Regions from separate parts of the Mus musculus genome. Here regions 1 and 2 are each linked to region 3. The links are chromatin contacts, called in public Micro-C and promoter capture Hi-C maps. All regions are on one chromosome and are shown on one strand. Each heading gives the region's core, a stretch centred on a gene start, on an enhancer-like site or on the middle of the called end of the contact. The rest is flanking DNA. Distances are from core to core; before and after follow the strand shown. Region 1 holds the start of C130073F10Rik (RIKEN cDNA C130073F10 gene). Region 2 holds the start of Cachd1 (cache domain containing 1). Region 3 holds the start of E130102H24Rik (RIKEN cDNA E130102H24 gene).

Region 1 (3,905 bases), core at 1,329-3,828, 540 kb after region 3:
ATTATTCTGTTCATCTAAACCCTGATGCTGTGAATGCTACCTTGTTGAGGAGTGGCCTCTCTGGAGACAGTGCAGCCTCATCATTTTAGAGTGAGCCTTTTCTCCATAAAGACTCTCAACGGAACCTGAGAGGTTCCCTGAGAAAGCTTCACACATTCTGTCTTCTACTCAGGGGGCTTGAAGGGGAAAAAAAAAATCTGTGAACTGGGTACAGTTAGTTTTGCTGTCAGAACCTTTAGAAAGAGGTCTGGATACGCTCTGGTCTAGTCCAGAGCTTGGGGGAATGAAGCAGCACAATTGCCAATGTGATGCTACCCTGGGACAAGGACAGTGCCCAGCACAAGCACAGCAACAGAACTGAAAGTAAGAAAAGCTTTTAAACAGCAAGGGAGAAAGGTGAGCTCCTGTACTGGAAACAGTTGGACAGCCTGAGATCTATCTGTCCCCAAGAGGACCTGCCACTGAGCATCCTGTAGGGGGGGGGGGGGAATAGGTGGGAGAAAACACACTAGTGTTAGCTCTTATTGTACCTCATTCCCATTTGGTTTTCTTTGTATGCTGTATATTTTACTGTTGGTTGAGATAGGGTCTCACTATGAGGGGTTTTCTGGATTGACACTTTCTTGTAGACCAGGCTGGTCTTCAAATAGTAGAAATCTGCCAACTTCTCCCCAACAGTGCTGGAATTAATGGCAAGTACTTCCATACCACAGTTCCATCTTTTGAGACATAACTTATCCCTGTGCATTCCAGCCTAGCCAGGATCAGGAGAGCTTCATGTCTCACCTCACTAAGCCCACCAAGTCTGAGCTGTCACCCACTTTGTACTTTTGATTTTAACTTCTTTCAGGATCTTATCAAGATCTGCTGTTGAGGGTCCTAGCTGGCCTAACTTGTGACCCACCTGCCTCAGTTGCCAGAGTGGGTGAGATGAGCAGTGGCCTGTTTTCCCACTCTGTTCTCAGGATTGTTCTTCAGTCCTGGGCTAAAGAAAATGTTAATTTCTGCACCTTATGAGAAAGGAAACTTCTAAGGGCAGATGCTGAAGATGCATGAAGATGAATGGAGATGCCCTGTGTGTTCAATCCCTAGTCCTATACAAGGAGGCCTTCGCCTCATACCTAAGGTTCCAGCTATCATCAGGCAGTAGAGGCAGTAGGAAGGATCTCTGCCTCAAGTTCATCTCAGCTACATATACATGCTAGGTGAGTCTGGGCTACTAGACACCCTGCTTCAAAACAGAAAACAAATCGACAAACAAATAATCCAGAAATGGACTGGAGAGATGGTTCTGGCAGGAGACCAGAAGTTTCGTTCCTAAGAACCACATGGTGACAGAAACCAACCACATTTCCAGCCCCAGGGGATCCATATTTCTTCTGATCTCCTAATGCAACAGGCACATATGCACACAACTAGACAATTGCAGGCAAAACACTCATACAGCTGAAATATCTAAATCGTTATAAAAATATTCTGGGCTAGAGAGATGACTCAGTGGTTATGAGATCTGACTGTTCTTCCTAAGGTCCTGAGTTCAACCACAGGGTGGCGGCTCACAACCATCCGAAATGAGATCTGACACCCTCTTGTGATAACATAATAAATAAATCTTTAGGCCAGAGCTAGCAGGGCTGGAGCGAGCTGGGCTGACTGAAGCAAGCAGGACCATCCGGATGGAGGGGGGCCGACCGGAGTGAGAGGGGCTGACCAGAGCAAGCAACCTTCATTCCCTGCAACCACATGATGGGTCACAACCATCAGTTCAGCTACAGTGTACCCATATATGTAAAATAAATAAATAAGTCTTAAAAAACCTTTTTCTTGAAACATCAGAAATATTAAATTGAATAGAACAACTACTAATGAGAGCGAGAGGGAGAGAGAGCGAGAGAGAGAGAGAGAGAGAGAGAGAGAGAGAGAGAGAGAAAGCAAGCAAGAGACAGACAGAGAGAATAGAGAGATTAGCTTAGGGAGCAATACCATAAATCAGAAGACTGAGGTGGGGCTTGGAGACAAGTTCTCATAACTCCGGCATTCCAGTGACAGAAGAAGTCATCTTTAACCATCTTGAGCTAAATGGCAAGATGTTGACAACAGAGCAAAACTCTATTTCCAGAAAACAAATCCACGAATTGACAAATGAAAAATGTTTGAGATGAAGGCAAAGAGATCCTTGGGGCCAAAATCACTTATTAGAGTTTTTTTTTTGTTTTTTTTTTTTTTGTTGTTTTTTTTTTTTTTTTTTTTTGGTTTTTCGAGACAGGGTTTCTCTGTATAGCCCTGGCTGTCCTGGACCTTCACGTTGTAGACCAGGCTGGCCTCGAACTCAGAAATCCACCTGCCTCTGCCTCCCGAGTGCTGGGATTAAAGGCGTGCGCCACCACGCCTTTAATCGGCACTTATTAGAGTCTTGTGTCATCTGTGCTAAAATGTCTCCAATGGGGAGGGGCTGGCCTGCTGGAGAACAGGTGTCATGCCTGATGCAGATGAGGGGCTTACCAGACACAGACGCTGGTGACAGGTCTCCTAGAGCAGTAGGGCGAGGAGGTAACTCCAAGATTCCTATGGTCTTCTCTGACTCTCTGAGCCTTTTATGCACCCTACCTTTCACACCTTCCCTTAGCAGCCAAATTGGCCAACCACAGGCTGCCACCTCACTGAATTGGTAGAGCTCCACCCCTCATTGAACTCAGGACAGAGTGAACCCAGACTAGGGAGAAAGACAAGAGCCCATTCCTGATTCCCCTGAACCAAGCTATTCAGAAGGCTGAAGCAACAGGGGGATACACTTAGGGTATGAGGTCATGGTGAGCCAGGTCTAAACTGAGAGTTCCACGTAAGCCAGCTCTAGGGCTGAGACACATAAAACAACAACTAAATTTTTCATAGCTAGAGAGCTTGGTCAACTTAATCAGACCCACCTGGCAGATAAGCGATCTTGAGTAACCACAAAACTTCAAAATGAAAAGTCGGGAGTGGTTACACATACCTGAAATCCTATCATTCCTGAGGCAAAAGGAGTGGATATCTAAGCGATGAGACCTGCCTGTTCTACACACTGATCTCTAGGCCAGCCAGAACTGTAGATTAAGACCTCGTCTGAAGAACACAAAACAAAACAAAGCAACAGGAAAAAGACAAACAGTAGTAGGTCATGGTGATTTACTTTTAATCCTAGCCCTCCAGAGGCAGACAGAGGCAGGTGGATCTCTATGAAGTCAAGGTCACACTATCTGGTCAAGATTTGGTCCTGAGAGCTCTTTAGGGTTGCTTTTTAATAATAAAAATTTTTACCTGTTTTAAGTTTGTTGCTTTGCGACCGGGTGTGGTGGCGCATGCCTTTAATCCCAGCACTCAGGAGGCAGAGGCAGGCAGATTTCTGAGTTCCAGGACAGCCTGGCCTACAAAGTGAGTTCCAGGATAGCCTGGGCTATACAGAGAAACCCTGTCTCGGAAAAACAAACAAACAAACAAACAAACAAACAAAAACCAAAAACAAAAAAAAAAAAAAAGTTTGTTGCTTTGCAATGGTAGCTGACCTGCACGTTTGAGTTCCTCTGAGGCCAGAAACTGCAAGTCTCTGGCTTTTATCACCTCATCTTAAACCAGCAGAGGATTGAGTAAAGGACTGGCTGGCAGTCTCTTTACAGTCTGCCATAGAAGCTTTTCTTCTAGCTTCTCAGGCTGGAGGGAAGTTTAGAGCAATAAACTTTTATTGAACCAGGAGAAGAGAGTCAAGCTGGAAGAAGGAAAAAGTTTTACACAAGCAAATACGCTTAAACTCCCATATATTCATGTACAAATTTACAAATGCATATTCTTTTTTAAAATGAAAACAACAATAGGTTACAGCCCAGGAAAAGGCTGGAAGATGCAGGCCTTTCTTCACAAAAAATAGATTT
Region 2 (3,977 bases), core at 135-2,634, 580 kb before region 3:
ATTTGTTTATTTATTACACATAAGTACACTGTAGCTGTCTTCAGACACCCCAGAAGAGGGCATCAGATCTCATTATGGATGGTTGTGAGCCACCATGTGGTTGCTGGGATTTGAACTCTGAACCTTCGGAAGAACAGTCAGTGGTCTTAACCGCTAAGCCATCTCTCCAGAATGTTTTTTTTAAACCTCAAAGACCATCCCTAGTGGCACACTCCTCCAAAATGACCACACCTTCTAATTGTTCCCAAACAGCCCCAAATTGGGGACCAAGTACTCAAACATAAGAGTATGGTGGGGGGCATTCTCAGTTACCCCCTCCCCTCACATTTGCCTACCCATAGCTGTAGTTTCTAGGACTCTTGAAGCAGCACATTCATAGTCTATAGGAAAGTGAATGAATGCTTTATACAGGGACACTCGCCCTGCAGCACACACTTGTTTCTCTATGGTGGCTCTCAGAGAGCCTGATCCAGTACTCAGGAGCCATACCTGCCATGCTTATGAAAGCAGGAGGATGCTATGAGCTCAACTTCAGCTTTGTTTTCGTTTTTATTTTTTATTTGTTATTTTTGCCTGTAATGGAGTCAGATGGATTTATACACACAAACACAAAGAGAGAGGGCAGGAGGGAGGGAGGGAGGGAGGGAAGGAGGGAGGGAGGAGAGAGAGAGAGAGAGAGAGAGAGAGAGAGAGAGAGAGAGAGAGAGAGAAACATCCAGTGGAAGGTCAGAGCACAGGCCTGAAAGTAATACTTGTGCTTAAACTCTGGGTCAGTAGCTTATCCCTGGGTGACCTTCAGCTATTTGTTGCAACTCCCTAAGGCTCGGAGTTTGTTACCTGAAAATTCAGGATCAAGATACAACCTCTTAGCCTCGTCCTGGGATTAAAGGATAATGAGTCACACACACTGAATGTAGACCTCAGAGTATTGTGCTGGCCACATGATAGCTGGTTACAAACCAAGTCCGCTGTGCCCACGAGGGCGAGCTATTGTTACTAATAAAAAATGAGGAAAGGGAGTTAAAGCTCTAAAGACAGTTGCTCCCTTCCTAGGTCTGGGTCAGGCAGAAAGCCCGAGTTCTCGAACTTAAAAGGGACTTTGGGTGGTGGGTGGGTGGAACCTGTAACACTTGGGACCCGAGATCTCCTGCACGGGCCGAGTCAGGGGGTGGGGGCGGTCGCGTGGCCAGCTATGGGAAGGTCTCAAATGATCCCCTTCTCAGGCCAGAAGGGTCCTGTGCAAGCGAGGTCCCCCAGTATCCCGGGCCCCCAGCGTCCCAGGGCGTCGCCCCGTGCAAGGAGGGAGAGGAGGGGCGAGCGCGGGACTTTCCCCGCCTCCCTCCTCTTTCCATAAATCACCGCTGCAGCGGCAGCGGCGGAGCCGGGAAGTGTACGGAGCCGGAGCGCAGCGTGGTGGCACCAGACACCTCCCTTTTCCCCGCCGCTTTCTTTCCTTTCTCTTCTCTCACTTCGGTCTTTTAAACCTCCCTCTCCCTCCTCGCCGGGAGACCGCCCCGGTCGCCTCGCCGCGCCTACACTGGTGGCGCCGCCGCCGTCTCCGGGCTGCGCCGGGACTCGGGAAAGCGAAGGCGGCGCCGCTCCGCCGGTGCTCTCAGCCGCCCGCCCGGCCTGCGGGCGCCGCGGTCTTCGAGCCGCTGCCGCCGGGCGATGGTGGCCGCCCGCGCGCCCGCGCTGCAGCCGGGCGCCCCCTAAGTTTTCCAGCTACAGCCGCCGCGCCGTGGAGCCGAGAGCGCAGGAGACGAGGAAAGTTTGGCGGGCTGCGCCTCCCGCGGCCAGCGCCCGAATCCCGTCGGCGGGAGTGGCCGGAGGCGGCATGGCCCGCGAGCCGGAGGAAGAGGAGACCGTAAGGCCGGCCGCTGTGGTCCGCCGCTGTCCTCGCTGCCCTGGCTGGCCTGGGGCCCCGCGGCCGCCCCTTTGGCTGCTCTGCCTTGTGGCATGCTGGATCTTGGGCGCCGTGGCCGACGCCGACTTCTCCATCCTGGACGAGGCGCAAGTGCTGGCGAGCCAGATGCGGAGGCTGGCTGCCGAGGAGCTGGGGGTGGTCACCATGCAGGTAAGCGACCCCCTTCGCGCCGCCTCACTTGCAGCGCTCTCCCGCTGCGCAGAGCCCTGGGCCGCTGCACGGAGTGCCCAAGCGGGCTGTGGGACCTCTCGGTTCCTGCAGACTTCACCACATCCAGTGCTCTCTGTCCCGTGTACTCATTTGCCGCTGCCCTCTTCTGCAGAGCCTCTGCCCCGCACCCACTTTCCCCCTCTTCTCGGCCCCGGCTCCTTTCTTGTTGGCTGGGGATTCTCTGCTCTATCCGCGCTTCCTTCCCCAGTTTGCACTCTCTTCCTTCGCAGATTTGTTTTCACTCGTCACTCCTGCAAACTCCCCTTTCCTCTTTGTGTTCCCATCCCTAGGCAGCGGTCCCGCCCGGCTCGGGGCATTCTCCAAGGCTCCCCCACTCCACCCTCTTGAAACCTCCCAGCGTCCTGGAGACCAGGCGCACGAGTGGGCGAGGGAGCGAAGGTAGATTGTCCGCCTGGGCCGCAGGACTGTTGGGGTCCGGGCGGCCCAGCAACCGGGGCTCGCTCTCCCTGCCCTGCCGCTTTGGGGGAGGGGAGGGGCTGATCTGGCGGATCCCCCGCTCCAGTCCTTCTGGGGACTCTTTTTCTTTCCGCTCTTGCGGCCATTGGTCGCCTCTTGTCCGCTGTGTAATTTCTGGTTTGTGTGTGCCTTCGCTGGGAAGGGCAAGGTGAATAGGGTTTCCATTTTTTTCCCCCTGCGTCTTTTGGCCTTCCCTAGGGTTGTAGATTAATTGCCTTTGGCTGATAAGGATTTCTGACGATGCTACTAATAACCCACAGTTGTAAAAATTGCTAGACAGCAACCACCTGGAGATCCTATCGCGCCGTTATTCTCATCTTCTTGGCGAAGAAGGCCCACTCAATTAGGAACTGATGAGATGACACTCCGAGTACCAAGCCAGCGAAACAGCCTAGTGCTCCAGACAACTAACTCATTCCCGTAATAATGGTGGCGGGACTGGCCTTCGAAAGGCCGAAGTTTTCAGGAATGTGGTGTCAAAATAGGTTTCTGATTTCGAACCTAGAGTGACCATTCCACCTCCTACGGGCGAGATGTTTTGCTTCTCTTTGGGATTCAGGTTTCTGACGGCTTTCTTGAAAAAGAGAAAGAGAGAGAGAGAAAAGAAAAAGAGCCCAGAAACCTACTTCCACCCAGGCCCCCTAAGAGGCTGCATGCAGTATGCTTAAAACAAGTTTCACCTCGGCCCTAGCTTTTTTAAGGTGGAGAGATTGCTTTGCTGGGAGGGTAAATTTACATTTATTTGTAGAAATCCAGCCCGGACCTGCTGCGGAGGGGGATTTTCTTTATTTCCATGATAACAGCTACTCTTTTAAAATGCATTTTTCTATTGCTTCCTACTCTCGTCTTGATTTAGGTTCAGTTTTAATTTCTTCCATGTGCATTTTCTGGTTGCTGGCGCCCTGACCTAGGGATGGAGGGCTTTGGGAGGCAGTAAAATCATCTAGATTTGCTTTGCCTTGGTGAATGCGTTAATTTAGAAACAAACAGAACCGTGTTTTCCCACAGAGGATTTTTTTTTTTCACAAAAGGGATTTCAAATGGTGCCACCTGAAGTTTTGCTTTCAGGATTAGGTCGCCTTTGCCATCTTCACTCAATTCCTAGGACAGGACGAGGGATGGTACCCCCCCCCCCCTTCCTGTAATCTTAAAGGCTTGCTATTTCTAAGATTCTGGCAGCAATTTTATGGTTTCTCACCCTGGTCCTTGACAAAAGGTGATCCTGACGCATTGTCATTCAGGTGGGGAGACACTTTAAACACTAAGAAAAAAAAAAAGCTGGAGTCGGTGGGGTGGGTGTGTGTGTGCCCAAATGGCCCTTTATCTCTTTTCCAATTGGCCCCTCTCTAACACCTTTGCAACCCCG
Region 3 (4,315 bases), core at 1,633-4,132:
CTAAAATTAGTAAGTGACATATTATAAACCTGTATTTCTTTTCTATACTGCCTTCAAAAAGCCACTGTATTTATACTTAAAACATATCTTGATTCCAGTTCTTAATTTTCAAGAGATATTTAATCTGTATTTAGATTCAACAGTGTGTATATATATATGTGTGTGTGTGTGTATATATGTGTGTGTGTGTGTGTGTGTGTGTGTATGCATGCTAATGTTTGTTTCCCAAACAGTTAAGTTTCCAATACCTGAGTCATTTATGGATTCTAAAAGTTAAATGAGTTTCAAACTTGATCTCATCAGCCTCTTTAGTTTAGATGGCTGGAGCCTAGGGTTGCTAGGGGCTACAGTAGTAGCTGGTACAGACTATTCTGTCAGTCACTTAGATTTTTTTAAACCTGAATCCGGATACAAGCCCTTAACCCACTGAGCAGCAAGTCTTGCTGCCGTATACACCAACTGTTCCAGTATGTTCTTTTTCTACAATACATTGCAAAGCAGCTGTTTCTGGAAAGTCGGCTCGGTAAGGAGAAAGGTGTTATCTCAAATCAGGGGCATAGCCAGCCAAGCTTAGTGGCACACACCTTTAATCCTAGAGACAGGTGATCTCTGAGTTCCAGGCTAGCCTGGTCTATGGAGAGAGGGGGAGGGGAGAGAGGAGAGAGGAGAGTGGAGAGAGGAGAGCGAGAGAGCGAGAGAGCGAGAGAGAGAGAGAGAGAGAGAGAGAGAGAGAGAGGGAGAGAGAGAGAAAGAGAGAGAGAAAGAGAGAGAGAGAGAGAGAGAGAGAGAGAGCACACCACACAGAGAACAACCAGGGTTAATTTCCAAGGAAAAGGGGAGAAACCTTGACACTGGAGCTTCTTTGTCTAGGACATTAGTCACCCTGTGAAAGTTACAATTATTGTTTACACTAAGCCTCTCAACTTTCAGAGAACAGCTGCCGCTGCATCCTAAGACTCACTCTTCTTCAAGTACCCCTTCCTAGCTTCTGTCTACCAGGCTGATCTACCAGGGTTGCAGATCATAATCCACGAGTCCCACTTTATACATACAAAGACCTGCTACTGTTTACATGCCAACACATATGAATAATAAACACCACACCTCAGTTATCATTCATGAGCCTCAGTATTCCAGACTACCTCGAGAAAAGCATTTACTAACACTATAGCTTTCTCTTCCCTTTCACGCTGGGTCACAGCTCACTTTGTTCCCCCAGCCGCTGATTTCAAAGTTGATCTCGTGAAGGAACTGGATTCCTAAGGTAGTTAGTTCTATTTTGAGCCTTCTTCCTGTTCTGAAGCTAAAGTTGGAAGGGCTTAGTGGTGATGTCATGGAAGGGAGAAGTGCCTTTTTTCAGAAGGGTCTCTTCTGGCAATTCCCAGGACACATAGGTGGTGAACGATCCCCCTCTCACCATCCCTCACCTCTCCTTCCCTCTGGAGTCCCAGTTAGTCACTAGCCAGGAAGAAAATCAACTCTAATAACAGGCAATCACACTTGCATATTTTATATTCCAAACATAATAAATGAAAAGACAGAGAAAAAAATTGCCTAGTTCTAGGAAAGGGGTGGGGGTGGCTATCTCTCCCCATCCACTCTCTCCAATATAAGGCCAGGAGGAGCAAAAGGCACTGCAGAAAACAGCTGTTAGGAAGAATTCAGGAGGCTCCGGGAGGAGAATGCTACGGGGGTTTTGGAAACCGGAACTTGAGGACACCCCCCCCCAAATCCTTTCTTCTTCCCTCCCTCTTGGAAGAGACTTGGGGCTGGGTGTGCCTTCTGCTTTGAGAAGCATTTGGCTCGGTAGAAAGGCAAGGGGCCAGGGTGCGGCCCACAGGGAATAAAAGCTTAGGCCTGGCTCTGGGCTAAGTTTAGTGGGAGATAGAGGAGACCGGAGAAGTGCAGGTCTGAGTGGAAGACCTACTGTGGAATTAAAAAAAAAAAAAACCCTCACTAGGGGCAGGGCGGGAGACACCTCTCTTTTTCAACTTAAACTCAACAGTTCATTGCCGGTGGGAAGAAGGGTGAAGAAAGAGACAAATTTTAACGTAAACTGTGAATTGCAACTTCTGGGGACTAGAGAGGGCTGACGTACCAACGCTATCAGCAGGTGAAAAGAAGCGCCTTTTACCAATTCTGGGGTGTCGAGGTCTGGCCAAGCTCTGGTGGGCAGGGCACTGTCTGGCTTCTTAGCTCACCTCGCCTCCAAAGCGGGAAGAAGCATAGGTGTGGTCTTTCTCCAGGAAGGTGGCAGCTGGCTTCGCGGGGCAAGGGAAAGGATTCCTCACCGGGAAGGCGGGGAGGAGCCCCGGGGTCAGCTGCGGCCAGGAGCCGGGGTCTTCGCCAAGTCCCCTCCCCCTCCTGAAAACCGACCTGGACTAGGATCGATTACAGCAACACCCTCTCGCCTTCCCAATAATTTCGCAAATAATAGTAATAAGCCCAGCCCCTCTGGCGCACGTTTAAAACAAACAAGCAAACAAACAAAAACCCAGAGCCCTGAGCGGTGGAAACAAACAGGTGAGTCCAGGGAGAAGCGGGAAAGAGTGGGGGATAAGAGGGGGGGCGTTCCCAAACGTAAGGGGAAACAGAGGTTCTCCCAACCTCTCTCCATTTTCCTTCCCCCTGCCCCCCAAGAGTCTGCGTGACAGGCTAGGTACCGCAAAGCCCACTCTGACAGCCTTCCCGCAGCCCGCGCCCCCGCCTGCCTACCCTAGGCTCCCGTGTCCAGGCTTCGGGGACCGCGCGGCGCTCGCCCGCACCCCGGCCCGCCACCGCCGCCGCGGGGACTCCGCTCTTCCTCTCTCCGCCTCCTCCTCGCAGACTCCTCCCGCCGGATCCGTCATGTAAACAACATCCCGGCTCTATTTCCAGCGGCCGCGGGACGGCGAGGGAACCGCGCCAGCGCCCAGCCACCGGGCGGGGGTGGGGGGAAAAGCGAGTGCGCCACAGCTCCGGGCCTGGCCCCGAGCTGCCGCCCCGCGCGGTCCGCCGCCTACCGGAGCTGGCGCCGAGCGCCCAAAGGCGTCCAACAGCAGCCTCCGCCCCCGCCGTCGTCTCCGGGCTCCGGGATACGGGGCCGGCCCGGGTGCGAGCGCCGTGCGCGCGCCGCACAGCCGCTCTCTGCGCCCCGCGGGCCGGCCAGGGCGCGCCGCCAGCCCGGGGCCGAGAGCGCAGCACCCGGAGCGCGCACACGGACGCCGCCCCCGCGGCCGCGCGCACCCCGCACCCACCTGCGCCCTCGGGGGTCCCGAGCCCCCCTTTCTTTGTTCATCCCGCTATTTGCATGAGGATTATCTAATGACGCAGCAAGGCTCGCCACAACGTGACCGTCGCCATTTTTCTGTTTTTATTCTAGCTTTGCCATGTGATAGATTGGGGAAGGGGGGGGGGGGGTGGAAAAGGGAGAGAGACAGGATTGAAGGAAAAAAAAAAAAAAAAAAAACTTCCGGGTCTCATGACCGGGAAGGGAGAAAAACAAAAGGGAGACGAGACACAACTCCAGGCGAAGGACGTGGTGCGTGTGCGCGCGTGCGCGCCGGTCTCTCCGTGCCCAGGAGCCGGAGGCTGGGGTGCTCCAAGCATCCTCCCATCATCAGGGTCCGCGGATCCTGGTTGTGCGGGCCTTGTGCTCCATCCTTCTGCTGGGTACCCGGCTGCCTGCCCTTGCCTGGCTCCAGTGGCTCAGTGGTCCATTCAAATAACAGAATCGGAAGACCGCTGCATTTTCTAAGTTGTAAAACAGTTCGCTCCGAGGACCCCCACATGGCGAGGGCAGGGGGAATCAGACCAGTTCAGATTTTCTTTCTGCTTCCTTTTCTCTTTTCCTAAAGCTGGACGCACAGCTTAGGGATGGTTTGTGGCGTTGCGGGCTTTTTGGTTTGGTTTGGTTTGGTTGGGCGAGGGCGTGCATCGTGGCTGGATTTATTGAGGTAGAAATTTAAATAAAAGGTTCAGTGCTAGGAAGGGTTGAGAAGACTGCTGCAGAGCTTTGGGCCGATTCGTGTTCTACCGTGTTAATTCACATTCACAGGACGTGATAGGTGCCCAGAGTTCACGGTTGCTGAAAGGATAAATGTCTGGAACTCTGCCAGGTCTCAGTGACAGAGTTTGGTGCTTTCGGTTACTTGTGTGTGTTCCTTCAAGAGCTTTCACTTTTGTTTCTCTTCTGCGTGCCTCTCGTATGATTGAAAGCAGAAGTGGACCTTAGCGTTGACTAGGGCGCTACCACTTACAGGTGAGAGACACAGGGTAGGTCTAAGCTAAATACCGTGTTAGACCCCAGTTTGTTTGGACCGAGAGACAGCTGAGG

The links. Promoter capture Hi-C pulls out the DNA fragments that hold promoters and counts their contacts. Hi-C and Micro-C count contacts between places; a contact is called where the count stands out from the background.
Region 1: a promoter capture Hi-C map of stem cell-derived epiblast-like cells shows a contact between it and region 3, with 3 times the contacts expected there. The contact joins the promoter of C130073F10Rik here to the promoter of E130102H24Rik in region 3. A contact is called at or near these places in 3 of 39 promoter capture datasets (frontonasal cranial neural crest, second pharyngeal arch cranial neural crest and stem cell-derived epiblast-like cells) and 4 of 115 datasets of contacts at active chromatin or transcription factors (embryonic stem cells and stem cell-derived neural progenitor cells).
Region 2: a contact with region 3 is called in a Micro-C map of embryonic stem cells, with 2.5 times the contacts expected there. The contact joins the promoter of Cachd1 here to the promoter of E130102H24Rik in region 3. A contact is called at or near these places in 1 of 39 promoter capture datasets (stem cell-derived epiblast-like cells), 4 of 484 Hi-C or Micro-C datasets (embryonic stem cells and uterus) and 5 of 115 datasets of contacts at active chromatin or transcription factors (embryonic stem cells and neural tube).

What each region holds. Positions count from the first base shown.
Region 1 is chr4:101,891,211-101,895,115 of GRCm38.p6, forward strand. C130073F10Rik (RIKEN cDNA C130073F10 gene) reads right to left here and starts at 2,579. Exons shown (of 3, transcript NM_001331179.1): 1 at 2,503-2,579. It also overlaps the pseudogene Gm12792.
Region 2 is chr4:100,775,295-100,779,271 of GRCm38.p6, forward strand. Cachd1 (cache domain containing 1) reads left to right here and starts at 1,385. Exons shown (of 27, transcript NM_198037.1): 1 at 1,385-2,074. The coding sequence starts at 1,835.
Region 3 is chr4:101,353,366-101,357,680 of GRCm38.p6, forward strand. It overlaps E130102H24Rik (RIKEN cDNA E130102H24 gene), which reads right to left and starts at 2,883. Exons shown (of 2, transcript NR_040708.1): 1 at 2,716-2,883. 0610043K17Rik (RIKEN cDNA 0610043K17 gene) reads left to right here and starts at 418. Exons shown (of 4, transcript NR_040640.1): 1 at 418-523.